2 separate regions of the Pan troglodytes genome follow, and region 1 is linked to region 2. The links are chromatin contacts, called in public HiChIP or PLAC-seq maps. All regions are on one chromosome and are shown on one strand. Each heading gives the region's core, a stretch centred on a gene start, on an enhancer-like site or on the middle of the called end of the contact. The rest is flanking DNA. Distances are from core to core; before and after follow the strand shown.

What was found. HiChIP or PLAC-seq counts read pairs in DNA pulled down with a chosen protein or histone mark.
Region 1: an H3K4me3 HiChIP or PLAC-seq map of stem cell-derived excitatory neurons shows a contact between it and region 2, with 2.7 times the contacts expected there. The contact joins the promoter of RPAP3 here to the promoter of TMEM106C in region 2.

Annotation. Positions count from the first base shown.
Region 1 is chr10:48,147,804-48,150,503 of NHGRI_mPanTro3-v2.0_pri, reverse strand. RPAP3 (RNA polymerase II associated protein 3) reads right to left here and starts at 1,364. Exons shown (of 17, transcript XM_016923559.4): 1 at 1,225-1,364. It overlaps LOC104001553 (a long non-coding RNA gene), which reads left to right and starts at 1,313. Exons shown (of 4, transcript XR_673416.5): 1 at 1,313-1,436.
Region 2 is chr10:47,889,006-47,891,705 of NHGRI_mPanTro3-v2.0_pri, reverse strand. It overlaps TMEM106C (transmembrane protein 106C), which reads left to right and starts at 1,314. Exons shown (of 9, transcript XM_054664324.2): 1 at 1,314-1,721; 2 at 2,255-2,660.

The DNA.
Region 1 (2,700 bases), core at 115-2,614, 260 kb before region 2:
CGCAGGTGGCTCATGCCTGTAATCCCGGCACTTTGGGAGGCAGAGGTTGGGGGACAGGGGGAATAGCTTGGGCTCAGGAGTTCCTAGATCAGCCTGGGCAACACTTCGAGATCCCCATCTCTACTAAAAACACAAAAATTAGCCAGGCGTGGTGGAGGGTGCCTATAGTTCCAGCTACTCAGGAGGCTGAGGTGGGAGGATCGGGAGATCGAGGCCACAGTGGGCGGTGACGGGCCCACTACACTCCAGCCTGGGACAAAAAAAAAAGGAGGGGGGGAATGAAATGAGTTAAGTAAATGAGATTATATGGAGATTACAGTACATTTGCCTTTGATAATATAAGACTTGTTCTTGAGCATAGTCTGGGGAAAAAGCAACAAAGTAAAAGATATAGGAAAAAGGATGAGTGATGGGGCAAAATCTCCAAAAAGGTAGGAGAAGAGTCAAAGCTTTACGCGGAGGGAAGAGAAGTAAGGTGGGAGGGAGAGAGACGGAATTAGAAAAACATTTGTTTAGGACAGTGAAAAATACCTCACTAAGAAGGGACAGTTGCAGATGCAGATAGGTCTTCTGACTCGTAGCCTCAACAACTAAATTAGGTTTAAGCTTCTTTCAGGCAGTGTCCATGTTTGACCATATATGCACAACTCATTCAAAAACAAAACTAGTACAACGCTTTGTTGGGAACTCAAATAAATGAATAAAAGCGCAACAAGTCAGTGAGATGCTGACGGGGGTTAGATGCTTTTCCATTTCACCCATCACCGCTGCTGCTCGAGCAGGCCCAAAAACTCTCCCAGGGACCCTGCGATGGGGCGGGGGTGCGAGCCAGCAATCAAAAACTTCCAGCGCTGGGCGTATCACTTTCACACCCGCTGTCCCGGCGAACACTGCACACCCACGCCGCAAGGGGGCGGGCCCCACCTCGGTCTTTGCGGGAGGGCCGCTCTGCCTTCCCGAGCACTGCAAATCGCAGCAGGGTGGAGGGTCCGCCTGCAAAGCAAAGCGTGCAGGCCCGGGTTGCGGGGGCGAGCCCCTCCGGGAACGCGCGACCCGGGACGCCGCTGCCCTGGACACCGACGCGCCGCCTCAACGCGCGCCTCCACCGCCAGCCCCGGCCCGCCCCGCCTCACCGGTACCCGTAACCGCTACCCCTCCTCCCACCGGCCACCCCAAGGATCTCCTACGCTGCTCCGGGCAGCGAGAACCGCAACGCCCGCTCACCTGACCAGGCCGTAACCCGCCGCACTGCCACCCCGTCAGCCCCGCAGCGACTCACGCCGAGCCCGGCAGTGACTCACGCAAAGCCCCGCCTCCTGCGCTTCCCCACAAGCCCCTGCGGCCTCGCCCCGCCCCCTTTAGCCTGGGCTTGAGCGCGCGCAGAAGTCAGCTTCGTGACTTCCTTCTCAGGATGGAACCAGCTTGGTGGCTTGAGGGTATGTAAAAGCAATATCTGAGCCTTCTGCCTGCTTCCAATATGACTAAGCTTAAAAGGAGATAACCCAAAAACTGCAGGATCATCCTGATTTTCTGATCTCCAAAACAATAAAACCTTGAATATTTCCCTGGACTCCCTTAAACAGTTTAATCCCTAATATTTACCTTGCTAATCTCTGACCTTTGTGACATTAATTTGTCTGACCTTTGTGAGTATAATAACCATGTGAGAAAGTTGCTGTTTTTCCACCATGAACAGACTACTGTCAACCGGTAATCCTGGTAATTTTAGGGGATTTTTTTTTCCCTTTAAGTACTGGTTGGCAAACTAGTCCTTCCGTCTAACTCCTCGCATCTTTTGCAAGTAAACCCCTTTTCTAAGTGAATCTATCTCTGAGTCTTTCTTTGACATGTGCCAGTGTTACAATCTGTCTTTAGATATGCTCTGGCTTACAGAGAAAAAAGAACGAAACTTCTAACACTTTTTGCTTCTGCTTCCCGTGTGAGGGAGTCTTCGTTGCAATGACAACTCTTAAACGAAAGCAAAACAAAAATAATTGCAGAAGTCCACAGAAGCAAACACAAACAAATGAAACTTTCCATTTAAAACAGGACTGTAACCTCAAATATCCTCAAAATCCAGATCGGTTGTTCTCAGTCTTGACTGAGCTTTGGAATCACTTAGGGAGTATATACATATACACGTGTGTGTGTGTGTGTTTGTGTGTGTGTGTGTGTGTATACTGATTTCTGTGTCCTATCCCAGAGATTCTGATGTAACTAGTCTTGAGTGAAGCCAATCAGAATTTTTTAAAGCATAGGATACGGCTGTGCATTTGAAGCTGGAAGCCACTAACCCAGGCGCTGATCAATGAAGAACTAGGCTGGAGTGCTGTCTTACAAGGTCATATCATTAGCACATCCTTCCCATTGCTTAATTATTGGTATCTTTATATTTTAAAATCATAGTAGTCAAATCATTAAGTGTACGTCAAAATATTTACTAATGAAATGATTCTTTGGTTGTATTAGGGAGATAGAGAACTGACTTTTAAGAATTTTTTTATTAAGTATTTAAAAGCAAATATTGATTTACTGGTGTTTTTAACAAAAGCAACCACATTTGTTTTATTAATTCTGACAGAGTTGATTGAGAAGAGAGATAAGGGGGCTAGCTGGCTGCTCTAGTAAAACCTCATAGACCCTTAGGTGACCCTGCTTTTCTCTCTCTCTTTTTCTCTCTCAAACCATATAATAATCAGA
Region 2 (2,700 bases), core at 65-2,564:
TAGAAATAAAATGGGAGGCAGAATTGCCTGACATAGTCTCCAGCTTGACTTTTCCCTTGACTTCATGATTTGGGGGTCCTGAGATTTATTTTTCTTTCACAATGGTAGTGAGGCATGTCTGACTCCCCCTTCCCATCATGGCCTGAACTAGTTTTTCAGGTTAACTTTGGAATGCCCTTGGCTGAGAGGAGGGGTCCATGCAGATGGCTGGGGGTGGAGAAGACTTAGCTTTATTTTTGTTTCACAGAGGACTGCTTGAGCCCCAGAATTTGAGGCTTCAGTGAGCTGTGATGGCACCACTGTACTTGATCCTGGACGACAGAGCAAAACCCTGTCTCAAAAAAAAAAAAAAAAAAAAAAAAAAAGCTTTCTTGGTGAGACAAGGAAATTCCAGAGAGAGTCTTCCCCTATGCTTGGGGTTGAGGGGAGGAACAAGACAAGGTTAGAGGTACCTTGATTCTGAGACTTGTTTTCTTTTAATTCTCAAAAGCACTCAGTATGCTCAAACACCATATTTTGGGGAATCGTTTTCTGTGACCCAACAGATGAAAAAAAAAAACGTTTCAAGAAGGAGAAGAGGTGGATCAGAGATGTGAGAGGGGAAGTAGAGGGTCCTTGTTGCCTCTTACTAAAGACTCAGTGGGCTGATTGTGGCCAGTGGTCAGGCAGATGGCTAGACAACAGCAGGTACACTGGCATTCCCCACAGGAGAAAGAGGAAAATACAGAGGTGGCAGAAACCTGAGGGGTCACCAGCCTCAGCCTCACTCTGTATTGCCAAGTGGGCCCCTTATTCATCCCATTTCAGAATATCTCCTCTCCCCTAGCATCATCTTTAATAATTTCACCTGGTTAATGTCTGTACTCAACTCCTGCTGCTGCAGGCTAAGCTCAACCTGGCAGTATGAACAAAGAAACCCACCCATTAAAAAGTACCCTCTAGGCCGGGCACAGTGGCTCAGGCCTGTAATCCCAGCACTTTGAGAGGCCAAGGTGGGCAGATCACCTGAGGTCAGGGGTTTGAGGCCAGCCTGGTCAACATGGTGAGACCCGGTCTCCACTAAAAATACAAAAATTAGCCAGGTGTGGTGGTGTGCGCCTGTAATCCCAGCTACTTGTGAGGCTGAGGCAGGAGAATCGCTTGAACCCGGGAGGCGGAGGTTGCAGTGAGCTGAGACTGTGCCACTGTACTCCAGCCTGGTCGACAGAGCAAGACTCCATCTCAAAACAAACGAACAAACAAACAAACGAAAAGTGCTTTCTAACCTCTTACGTACGTGCCTTTTTTGTGGAGGTCTGGGGAAGGGGGGCCCTACTACCGAATGAATCTACTCCTTGGTGCCTCTTGGCACCTAACTGGCTTGCAAAGCTCAGCTGTGGGGTCCGTTCCTGCGAGAAGCCAGCAGGACTCCCCATGGAAGGTTTCCCCCAGGCTGGGCCCCTCTGACTTGTGAGACTTCCAGCAGCACTTTTATCTACAGTATTGGAGGGGTCTGATGAAGCCTCTGGTTCCCCTCCTGGACTGAGGACAGGTTCTGATATAATTGCCGGACGGGTTCTCCTTGCCCGTTGCCCAGAGCTGATTCATCAAGACAGGGGAATTGCTGTGGAGATTTTAATTCATGCAGAGCCGGCTGAATGAGATACCAGAGTTTTATTACTCAAATAAGTCTCCCCGATAATTCAGAGACTGGGGTTTTTTAAGGATAATTCGGCTGGTAGGTATCAGGCAGTGGGGAGTGCTGATTGGTCAGGTTGGAGATGAAATCATAGGGGGGTCTAAGTGGGTTCTTCTTGCTGTTTTCTGTTCCTGGGTGGGATTGCAGAACTGGCTGAGCCAGATAACTGGTCTGGGTACTGCCAGCTGGTGCCTCAGAATGCAGGGTCTGAAAAATATCCCCAGCACCGATCTTAGATTTTACAATAGTGACGTTATCCCTTGGAGCAATAGGGAAGGTTTGGAATCTTGTGACCTCTGTCTGGATGACTCCTAAACCATAATTTCTAATCTTGTGGCTAATTTGTTAGTCTTACAAAGGCAGTCTGGTCCCCAGGCAAGAAGGGGGTTTGTTTTGGGGAAGGGCTGTTATCTTTGCTTCGAAGTTCAACTATAAACTAAATTCCTCCCAAAGTTAGTTTGGCCTATACCCAGGAATGAACAAGGGCAGTTCGGAGGTTAGAAGCAAGACGGAACTGGGTAAGTCAGATCTCTTTCACTGTCATAATTTTCTCACTTACAATTTTTGCAAAGGCAGTTTCTCTGGATGCTCCGCATGTGTGTACCCTCAGCGACTACACAGCTCCTGTACTATAAAGAATATTTCAGAATGGCTTCGGTAGCCGGCAGCACCATCCTCCTCTCGCAGCAGAGAAGTGTTTTGCTCTGGAAACTTGACTGAAGCCTTTCCCAGCCTATCTAGCGAACAGCAGAGCATCGTCCCGACTCCGCGGACTACCGCGGCCCAACAGCAAGGGTCGCGGCTCCCCGGCGCTCTCTGCCGCCCTCTACCGGAACCTAGGGAGCCAGACAGCTGCGATATTGGGAAGGCCTCCGGAGCCCCGAAGAGCGCACGCGCGAGCGCGCGCCCGCGTTCTCCTAGCGGGCTTGGTATTTGGCGCCTGCGCCCTGAATGCGTGCCGCTCCGCCGACCGAAGAGGCTGGTAAGTCCTCAAGCTGGCAGGTGGTCGGGAGAGCGGCCGG